Linked DNA regions of Sus scrofa: region 1 is linked to region 2. A link is a contact called in public HiChIP or PLAC-seq data. All regions are on one chromosome and are shown on one strand. The core of a region is the stretch at or near the end of the contact, and the rest is flanking DNA. Distances in the headings are between cores, read along the strand shown. Region 1 overlaps CASK (peripheral plasma membrane protein CASK). Region 2 overlaps CASK (peripheral plasma membrane protein CASK).

What was found. HiChIP or PLAC-seq counts read pairs in DNA pulled down with a chosen protein or histone mark.
Region 1: an H3K27ac HiChIP or PLAC-seq map of alveolar macrophages shows a contact between it and region 2. The contact joins two enhancer-like sites. A contact is called at or near these places in 16 of 47 Hi-C or Micro-C datasets (alveolar macrophages, blood, brain and 10 more) and 2 of 2 datasets of contacts at active chromatin or transcription factors (alveolar macrophages and skeletal muscle).

The regions. Positions count from the first base shown.
Region 1 is chrX:37,317,316-37,322,771 of Sscrofa11.1, reverse strand. All of the region lies in intron 5 of CASK (peripheral plasma membrane protein CASK), which reads left to right. Among named protein-coding and RNA genes, the nearest start is that of GPR82, 8.6 kb to the left of the region's middle. Within about 2 kb of position 1,576, at least 10 of the 83 cell types and tissues checked have an H3K27ac peak or open chromatin away from gene starts, as enhancers often do. A contact at or near this core is called in alveolar macrophages and retroperitoneal adipose tissue, where this site is marked.
Region 2 is chrX:37,203,183-37,208,831 of Sscrofa11.1, reverse strand. It overlaps CASK (peripheral plasma membrane protein CASK), which reads left to right. Exons shown (of 26, transcript XM_003360270.5): 17 at 3,575-3,660; 18 at 4,970-5,038. Among named protein-coding and RNA genes, the nearest start is that of GPR34, 100 kb to the left of the region's middle. Within about 2 kb of position 4,006, at least 11 of the 83 cell types and tissues checked have an H3K27ac peak or open chromatin away from gene starts, as enhancers often do. A contact at or near this core is called in alveolar macrophages and retroperitoneal adipose tissue, where this site is marked.

The sequences.
Region 1 (5,456 bases), core at 327-2,826, 120 kb before region 2:
ACCAAGAGTTGTCTCATTAGGTAACGTGTACTTGTTTTTTAATCTCTGACAACACATGGTTTGTTACTAAATCTTCAGTAACCCTGCCACTCCCCATCCTGCAGTGGTTTGGAAAGTAAATCTCTCTCCCTGTATCTTTCACACCCAGATACACACACACACACACACACACACACACACACACACACACACACAGCTTTTAAGCAAAATAATTTGAGGCAGTGTCTTTTTTGTTGATTAAACTACTTACTATACTTGATGGTACCTTTTTAGAAATTAATATTATTTATCTGCTGCTGCATGCCAAACCAACCCCAGACTTGGTGGCTTATGACAACAACCATTTGTTCATTCTCAATCCTGCAGTTTTTTCTGGGTTCAGCCAGACAGTTCTTCTCCCAGTCTCACCTGGGGTCACTCATGCAGCTTCTTGGTTATCCGAGGCTGAATGGTCCACAGTTAGCCCACTCGTATCTGGAGCCTCAGCTGAGATGCTTGTGCAGGCCGAATATCTCTCCCCATGTGATCTTTCACCCTGGATTTATTTCCACCGTGATGGTCCCAGGGTTCCGGGAGCACAAAACTGAAAGCCGCAAAGCCTTTTAAGATCTTGCTCAGATGCCATACAATGTCTACCACATTTTATTGGTCAAAGCAATCACAGTACCTGCTCGTATTCAAGAGGTAGGCAAAGACTTCACTTATGGATGGGAAGAGCTGCAGAGCATTTAAATCTACCACATTTTTTTAATGTCCTTGTGACTACAGTGTTCTAACTAGATTTTTCTTCCCTCAAAGTACAGTACATTGGCTCCTGCTTAGGAATTAATACAGTAAGCATACCTCAGAGTCCATGGTTTCTTGGATAATATCCAAAAACAAAAGTTAAGTTTACTTTGCAAAGGGATACCCACTGTGCCCCACTTCAGTCTTGGAGGTATCATTTTCTTTTGATTATTTCCTGTATTAATAGTATCATGGGCATTCCCATCGTAGCTCAGTGGTTAACGAACCTGACTAGTATCCTTGAGAACGCGAGTTCAGTCCCTAGCCTCGGTTAAGGATCTGGTGTTGCCGTGAGCTGTGGTGTAGGTTGCTGGGGCTGTAGCTGTGGTGTAGGCCGGCAGCTGTAGCTCTGATTCGACCCCTAGCCTGGGAACCTCCATGTGCCATGGGCGTGGCCCTAAAAAGACAAAAAGACCAAAAAAAAAATAGTATCATGAATCCATGCTATTTTCCTTTGTACTGCTTATCCTCTGTAAATAGCCCTTTTCTGTTTCCAGAACTAATCTAGCTTTTCATTAAAACTAGAAGAAAAGTCTGTTTCCACTAACTTGATCCTAAGAACTAGATAATTGCTTGACATCTCTGATACTCGAGCCTGAAAGGATATAGAAAGATGATTAGCTTGCCCCTCTGGTAGCTTTTCCCCCCACCACGCTAGGTTGTACTTCTCACTGGAGGTTTACTTATTTGCAGGATCACAAGGGCCAACCTCAGAGCATGAGACCCTCACTGACTTACTTGGCGGACGCCTCTCACTACTTGCCACATATATTTGGAACTCTGTAATCAGTCCGCACAAGAGCTGACCCTGTGTGTTCCAGTGTTTTTCAAGTCTCGCTGGCCGCAAAGGGGAACTGAATATGAACATGCATGCAAACCTCATCAGTTCCCTTTGCAACCAGCTGAAAGTTGTTTTTAATATAGCGGAAACAGTATTTTTCTTTTGAGTACAAACCAAATTTCCACACAAAAAATGAAGCATTTCTGCTTCTGACAGATCAGGGGACACAGAAGAGGGCACTAAATTGTGAGAAAGGCAATTAAAAGAGAAAGTCGTAAAACAAAGAGATAAGACTGAACTGGGGAAGAGAAAGACGTGCTGCTGAGTACAGGAAAGGAAGAAAACGGGGGAGGGCATATTGAGGGTATGCAGAAAGTCTTGATAGATGATAGAACATGAGAAGAGGCAGGAAACATAGAAAGGAAATGTCTGTAACAGGAAAGGGCCTATAACAGCATTGCCAGCAAAGTTAATGGAAGACACTGTCTTTTGGTCCAGAAGTTTGCCATTGGATAAAATTTGAAAATATCACACATCAGAGTGATTACCATTCTCACCTGAGTTTACGCCATTGAGCCAGTTTTACAGTGAAGGTGCCATGTCCCCATTTCATGATGCAGTGTGGTAACCCATTTGACCACTCTGATTACACGAAACAAAGCCAAATGTCGGTAAGAAGGCAGAGAAACCGGTGCACCTAACATAAATGTCACAGTATTCCCAGAAGCCACCAACTTATTTTAGATAGAGTTTAAACAATCTTTCTAGCAGTAAATATTAGTGGATGCCTTTGAGGTGCTGATCAAGGGACATGGGACAAATCTGCTACAAAAGAAGATTCTGCGAAACTGTTTGGGGACCATTGACCACACAATGGAGAGTCCCCCGGTCTCCCCCGACAACGGCACACATCTGAGTGGACCTGATGGCATGACTGTTCAGGCACAACATGATGCAGCAATAAGATCGCAGGCAGCCCTGGTTGCCACTCGTTATTAAGGCATTGAATGTTCTGTAAAACCCAAAACTTCTATTAAAGGGATCTCAAGAACATCTAATCCAAACTTGAATAAATGCTCGAAATACTTGGCTACCTTCCCAGCCTGCTGAGGATCCACACTCTATTGAAACACTTCTGTTAGAAATAACTCACTGGCTTTCTATTCCATTTGAGATCTGCAGTTGTTAGAAAACCCTCTTCTCCAATCTGGTGAGATATGCTGCGTGCACTTCCCATCCTTCACCAGGCCTCTTTCTGCTTGCTCTCTGCTATGCACATTTTTGCTCTAACATCTTTCCTTTAATCTTACATTTTAAGAATAAATAATCCCCTTCTTTCAAACGGTCCCTCTGGCATCCTCTCCTCTTCTAGTTGCCCACGTTTCAGAGTATGGTTCTGACTTGCACAAGCATGGGTCTGCTGTAGCTCCTGTCCTGGACGTAGCTGTGATTGTGAAAGCCGAGGTTAAATTCCCCTTCGTGAGTGCTTCACCTCACCTCGTTTGATCCAAGTCAGCTTCTACCGTGTATCTCCCTAGTGCTGATGTCATCTTCCATTTTATAGATTCCCCCATCTTCCCTTGGCGTTTGAGTATTTCAGTAACATATATTGAATGTTTCCTAATGGCCAAGAACATTTATTCACACATTTAGTCTTCATAACACTGCGAGTTAGTTGCTACTATCATTCTTATTTTTTCAGTAGAAGAAAGAGCATTTATACAAGGTTACAGAGTAAGTGGTAGAGCCAGAAATTGAACTCAGGCAGTCTGCCTGTAGCAGCTGCCCTTTTAACCTGTTATGCTGCCTCTCAGCTCATTATTAGTAATATTAAACGTCACTGGGCTAAGACCTATTGGATCTAGCCCCACCATACTCCTTGCCATGGTTTTACCAGTGGGATGATACTCCCGGTCCATTGGTCAAGACTCTTCCCCTGGACTTTATTTGGACGAGCAATACCAACATCTTTCTAAGTAACCCCTCTCCCCCATTTTTCCAAGTTTCCCTCACTAACCTGCTAGTGAATGGCCGATTCTTCCTTTAAATATGTTGATACATTTAACAGGTCAACTTCTGGCCTAGGAGACTTTCTATTGCTTTAAAATTGTTTGCACACCAGCGGATATTTGAATTTTGTAGTTTAACTCTGAGAAAACATTTCCATGTTCTCAGGGGACACCTGATTTGCACACCTATGTACTATTTCTGACAGATGCCAAGTTGTCTAATTATAAGATAATTCATCTGCAAATTCTTTAGCTTGAGGAGTATATATATTTCAAAGGGCCAGGGTTCATCTAGATTTACTGATTGGAAAATGTTTTCCTTTGCTTACGGTGTCTGGCAAAAGAAATCATAAGCAAAAAAAAAAAAAATCATAAGCAAAGTAAAAGACAATCCCATATGGGTAGAAGTTATTTGCAACCCATTTAAAGCACAAAAGATGAATATATAAAATTTATAAACAATTATTTCAATAATTTAAAAGAAAAAAAGCAAAAGCAACTCATTACAGGGAAAAGGGGGAAATGTGTAGATATGAATAAGTCATTCACCCAAGAAGAAACCTGGATGGGAAAAAACAAAACAAAACCAAAAAAACCTTGAGATGCTGCTGCGCCATGTCACTTGTAATCAGGAAAGCACACATTAGACCCACAAGGAGATGCCATTTCATCACCTCCCAGATCCGCGAAAGTTAGTAAACCTGATAAAACCAAGTATTTATGAGGATGTGGGTAGAGGAAGATCTTACTAGTGGTGTGATAAGTGTAAAGTCACTTTGGAGATCGATTTGTCACAAGTGAAATAAACTGAAGATGTGCACACCCTTTATAACCAAGCATTTCTACTTCTAGAGAAATTCCACACATGCGCACAGGGCATACAGGAGACTTGACTTGAGGGTGGTTTCTAATAGTGAAAAAGTGGAAACCACCTAAGGGCCCATTGTTAGGGGAAATGGAGACTTGAACTATTGTTGTTTATTCTTACAATAAAACACTGTGTATCTGTGAAAATAAATGAGTGGGATCTACGTGTATCAACATAAACATAATTTGAAAAAAGTTATAAAAGGATACTGTTTGTGTAAAATTTAAAAACAAAAGCTAATGTACATTGTTATTCATACTAATTATGTTATAAAAGTATAAATATATACATCAAAATGATATACACTAGGCAGGAGGCTACCTCGGGATGAGTTTTCGTATGTCTAACTTTTTGGATTATGTTTAGGTACAAGAGAAGAGTTAAGCAAATAGGACCAAAACATTAACATCTGCACAATTTGGATGACGGGTGGTGTTGTATTTTCGCTTTTTTGTATATTTGAAATATTTTACAACCAAAAAGAAAAAAATTACATGTGGAATTACCAAAACAGAGTATAACAGTTAACTGAGTACTAAACAGTAACTCTGAGCAATAGTTAACTGTTGCTCCTGGAATAACTTAGATGGCTTACTAAAGCAAAAAGTGATTCGCTGCATCATCAATACCTGTATCCAAACCACAACTAGAAACCTTTTCCAGAGCTCATCTTATGCTGGTTCTTTATACATTTCCTGGGCTAGAAGCAAAATTAATGAGGGTGAGATGCTTTATTTTGATTTAGTTTTTTCTTCTTTTTAACCTGCATACTTTACTACTGCATTATTGTCTGTGTTTCAGGCAGAGCTTCATAGAGTATACACACAGAGTATGTGTGATAGCTGGAAACCTAGTTAAGCTTTTGGTTTTTTGACATCACACAATTTTGATAAGTGATAAGCAGAATTTTTTGCACTACATACATATTAATGCCCCCCCCTTTTAAACAAAAGACATCTCAGTCATAACCATGGTACTTGGGCAGAATGAAATAAAAATGAAAACCACTGTC
Region 2 (5,649 bases), core at 2,757-5,256:
TCTGTTGTTTGTTAGTGAGAAGTCTAATGTCACTATGGTTGTCCTTGTTTTATAGTTGATCTGCCCTTTATCCTTGGATTTTTTAGGGTCATTGTCTTTGATCTTCTGTAGTTTCACTACCCTTCTTCCCAGCATGGATTTATTTTTATTTATTTATTTATTTATTTATTTATTGTCTTTTAGGGTCGCACCAGCACGGCATATGGAGGTTCCCAGGCTAAGAGTCGAATCAGAGATGTAGCCTCTGGCCTACGCCAGAGCCGCAGAAACGCTGCATCTGAGCCACGTCTGCTACCTACACCACAGCTCTCAACAATGCCAGATCCTTAACCCACTGAGCGAGGCCAGGGATCGAACACGCACCCTCGTGGATGCTAGTCGGGTTAACCACTGAGGCACGATGGGAACTCCTGATTTCTTTTTCTTTATCCTATTCAGGATACATTATCCTTCCTGGATATGTGTAATCATGTTTTAATCAGTTCAAGAAAATTTGCAGCCATATTTCTTCAACTATTGCCTCTTCTCTATTCTTCCTCTTCTCTCCTTCTGAGCTCTAGGTAGATATACATTAGCCATTCCATCCATATCTCTTAATATCTTTATGTCTTGTTTCCTATTTTCTTCATCTCCTTATTCCTCTGACCTGCATTCTAGATAATTTATTTGGGTATAACTTCTAGTTCACTGAAACTCACTTCAGTCACATTGGAACTCTTGTTCAACTCATCCATTCATTGGCTTATACCACCAATTACATTTTTCTTTTCTAGAAGTACTAGTCACTTGTTCATATTTCTATCTATAGATCTATCTCTTCATACCTGATAATCTCTTGTTGTATGCTCATCATTACGACTGGGTCCCTTTTTTTCCTAATATTTAACATATAGCTATTTTATACAGGCATACCTTGGCAATATTACAGGTTTGGTTTCAGACCACCGCAATAAAGCAAGTCACACAAGTCTTTTTGTTTCCCACTGCATATAAAAGTTATGCTTGCATTATGCTGTCATCTGTTAACATGCAATAGCATTGTGTCTTAAAAATTGTACATACTTTAAAAACATTTTATTGCTAAAAAATGCTAACCAGCATCTGAGCCTTCAGCAAAGACTGCTGATGAATCAGGGTGGTGGTTGCTGAAGTTTGGGTGGCTGTGGCAATTTCTTAAAAGACGACAACAATGAAGTTTCCCTCATTGATTGACTCACAAATGATTTCTCTGTAGCATGTAGTCCTCTTTGATAGCATTTTACTCACAGTAGACCCTCCTTAAAAATTAGAGTCTGTCCTCAAACGCTGCCATTCCTTTATCAACTAAGTTATGTAACATTCTAAATCCTTTGTTGCTGTTTCAACAATCAAGTTTGCCATCTTATATGAGCCCAGTTCTTGAGACCCCCAAAACAATTACAATAGTAACATTAAAGATCACTCATCAAAGATCACCATAACAAACGTCATAATAGTGAAAAAGTTTGAAATATTAATGAGTATTACCAAAATGTGATGCAGAGACATGAAGTGTGCAAATACTGGTGGGAAAATTGTGCAGGTAGACTTGCTCAACACGGGCTTGCCACAAACATTCCATTTGTTTCAAAAAAAAATGCATTATCTTTAAGGCTCATTAAAGCAAGGCACAAGAAAATGAGGTATTCTTATATGCTCTATTTGACCATTCCAATGTGTATCCTCCTTGAGGATCTAAATCTGTCTTTTCTCTTTCTGATGACTTGCAGGGTAGTTTGCTTTATTGCATGTTTGGTGATCTTTGTAAGCTTATTGCTCATTCAAATCCGTCTAAGTCCTGTGGTCTTGAACTGGGAATGCTTTCCTCCAGAAAGGGTTTGTTCCTTGTTCTCCCAGATGCTGCAGAGTGCCAGTGATCTGGGTCTTGGCTCCCTACAAAATCCTAGGCTCAGCTTTTCTAACTTGCTTTTGGCCCAAGGTTAAAAATCCAGCCAGCAGCTGGCATTGCTGCTATGGCGTTTACCTCTCCCATTATTTCATTCTGCCCTTAGTTTGTCACCACTCCAGATCCAGCTCACAAGGTTCTTTACTGCCCAGGGGCGAGTGGGGATGCAAGTGGGAAGTATTCCTGGGGATCTGCATTCCTTTTGTAAGACCAGTAACACTTCAAGAGATGTGCCTCAGACAGGATATAGTTGTGAGAAATTCTAGAGTGCCTAGTCAGTTGTATTGGAGGCAAAAGTCCCCCAATTTTTATTTTGTGTTTTACTATTTATTATGTTTTATTAGCTCATGTTAATTTTTAAACATGAGTAGAGAGAACAGTGCAGTGAGTTCAAGTAAAGTGGAAAGAATAGTGCAGCAATCACCCACATACCCATAACCCAGGTAGAATTATTGTTAAATTCATGGCCCCACTGGTTTCATCTGTATTTGCTCTACTGTCCACCACCCTGGATTACCTTGGAGCAAATGCCAGGTGTCTTATTTTATTTAGCATTTTATATATATATCTATATATATCTATCTATATATATATATATCTTAAATATATCATGAGCTTTCCATGATGAAGTCAAGGTCAGTAAGTAAACATGTGCACAATTGATTAATAAGGAATTAAAATTTTACATAACAGTACCTAACCATTGGTTCTCAGTCACTTTTTCTCATTGAGGTATTACAGGACTCTGAAATGCCTACCAAATAATTAAAAGATTACAGTATGTCTAATGTAAGTTTAGTGTTACATAGGTATTATCATATCACAGTTCTTTGAAAATCAACAGTCTTTGTATCATATTTGGTAGATAATAATGGTAATAATAACAGCAAACATTTAAATGGCCCTGACTGTGTCAAGAACATTTCTAAGCCCTCTGCGTGTATTAAACTCATTTAATACTCACAGTCCTATGAGATAAGTACTGTTTTCATCTCCATTTTACAATGTGAAAACCAAGACATGGAGAGTTTCAGGAAGTTACCCAAAATCTTAAAGCTAACAAGTGATAAAGCAGAGAGAGATATGAACCCGGACAGGCTGCATCTAGAAGATGTACTTTTTTTTTTTTTTTTTTTTGGTCTTTTCATCTTTTCTAGGACCGCACCCGCAGCATATGGAGGTTCCCAGGCTAGGGGTCCAGTCGGAGCTATAGCCAATGGCCTACGCCACAGCCACAGCCACGTGGGATCCGAGCTGCTCTGCGACCTACACCATAGCTCACGGCAGTGCCGGATCCTGAACCCACTGAGCGAGGCCAGGGACCGAACCCGCAACCTCATGGTTCCTAGTTGGATTCATTAACCACTGTGCCACGACGGGAACTCCTAGAAGATGTACTTTTAAACCATTATGTACACACTGCCTCTCTCCAAAAAATAAACAGATTTTTCAGAGCCTTCTTTCAAAACTGTGTGTTCCATAAGTAGATATACCTGTTTTGGTGAGTTTACTGTGTAAAGCTAACTTGTACTTGGTTCTTATTGGCCTCCAATATTTAGCTTAAGGCTAAAAGTTACATTACTGCCTTTGGATTTGATTATTATAAAAGTATATATCATTGCATGTTTATAATTTTGTATAATTCCTTAGGAACACTTCATGTCGGAGATGAAATTCGAGAAATCAATGGCATCAGTGTGGCTAACCAAACAGTGGAACAGCTGCAAAAAATGCTTGTGAGTAAATGAAAGTTTCTTTTCCTAAGATTACTTTCAGTTCCTTAACTTGTTTATTAATGCACAAATAAAGGGTTATCAGAGTATCTCTGGTAGTATCATTTGTGTGGACTTGAACTTAAACAACATTCATGCAAACTAACTAGGAAAATGTTTACATGCAGCACAGTTTAGAAACATGTTGTCCATCTTTAGCAGCGTGGGCTTGGATGTTCTCCTTTCAATCCTTTGTCTCGGCTTTCTTATCCAGCAAATACTTAAAACCTTTCTACTTGTGCCTTCTCGTGAATTAGTTTCCCACTGACCTCAACTGTGCTGACATCAGCAATGTCAGAAACGTTTCTCCTGTTTAGCTGAGTCATAGCCAGCTGTATTGGATTTCTCCTACAGCACAGAGGGAAGAAAAGGCCTGGTAAACCAGGCAATTTTTGACATAGATATCCAAAATCTGTTTTCAAATTAGGCTGTGGATTGAGGGGGAGATGGGGCAGAATGACAGGCCCTGCCAAGCAGCGAGAGATGTTTTGGACTTCTGCTCCTGGGCCACCTTCGCACCACAGTGTAGTAGCCTCCCCGTGTTATGAATATCTATTAAAGGTGACATAAGCACCACAGACTCACTAGAGTAATAAATAAAGCCAAGATTATTGGAGTAGACCATCATAATGTAGCCTACCAAATATAGGGTTGTTGTTGGTTTTTTGTTTGTTTGTTTGTTTTGTCTAAGGGCCGCACCCTCGGCATCTGGAGGTTCCCAGGCCAGGGGTCAAATCGGAGCTACAGCCGCCAGCCTACACCACAGCAACACAGGATCCGAGCCGCGTCTGCGACCTACACCACAGCTCACAGGAACGCCGGATCCTGAACCCACTGAGCGAGGCCAGGGATCGAACCCTCAACCTCATGGTTCCAAGTCGGATTTGTTTCTGCTGCGCCACGACGGAACCTCCCCCAAACATAGTTTTTATTTAACTACTTGTTCTGCCATCCAGTTCAATTCATAGTCACTTTTAAAAGGCATCTCACCTAGAGATTTCTTTATTCATGCCTGTGAGAGGTAACCGTTGGAGGTCTGTTATAGCATTGCCACACGAGCAAGGCCACCAGCCCTGACTTGGCAGGGCTTTTCCCAGGAGCGACTTCCACCGTCCCTGGGAGCAGTCCCTGCTCTTGGAACTCAGGTTCGTTTTAGGCCCGTGCGCTCTCAGCTGGCTTGCATTAATTGCATCCACACATTTTCTGTGGTTCCTGACATGTTTTTGTGCGCAGCACTTGTTTGTTAAGAGAGCTCTCTCATTTCTTCCTCCAGCGGGAAATGCGGGGGAGTATCACCTTCAAGATCGTGCCGAGTTACCGCACTCAGTCATCGTCCTGTGAGGTAATAGCTCTAACGAAACACCCCGTCTCCTCTGGGTTCTTAACTAACTGTCTGCTGATGGCTGAATGTTTTGGCTTTCTGGGAAATTGTTTCTGCCTGTGCTGTTGATCACTGCACACCAATTTTACAACAAAGATAACGGAACAGAGTAGGTCCCATCCACCTACTCAGCCCTGCTTCCACGGGGATCTCCTCAGCACTTTAACTTACTGCAGGCTGGAATCGAAGCAAACTATAGAGAAGCTCCAAATAATGACAGAGGCTTAATAAAGAACAAATAGAGTCTCTGGGAGGGGAAAAAAGAGATCATCATTGCAATAAAATTTCCAGGAAGTACATTCACTTCCCTTGTTAAGAAATCATATAGATAGTTCTTCTTTCCAAGAATCTGAGAAGTGGTCTATTTCTGTTAAGATAGAGTTGTTCAAATAACTGTGACAGGTCTCTAGATAGATGTGGAGTCTGCGAGGAATTGATAATTGACTTTATTAGAGAAAGAGAGGCTTTTGCATCCTTCTGTGAAATTGTTTAAATTTAGAATGTTATCTGATTTGTAAACAAGTAAGTTTTCTAGAGTAATATAAACCCAAAGTTCCTTTCTTACAGTAGGC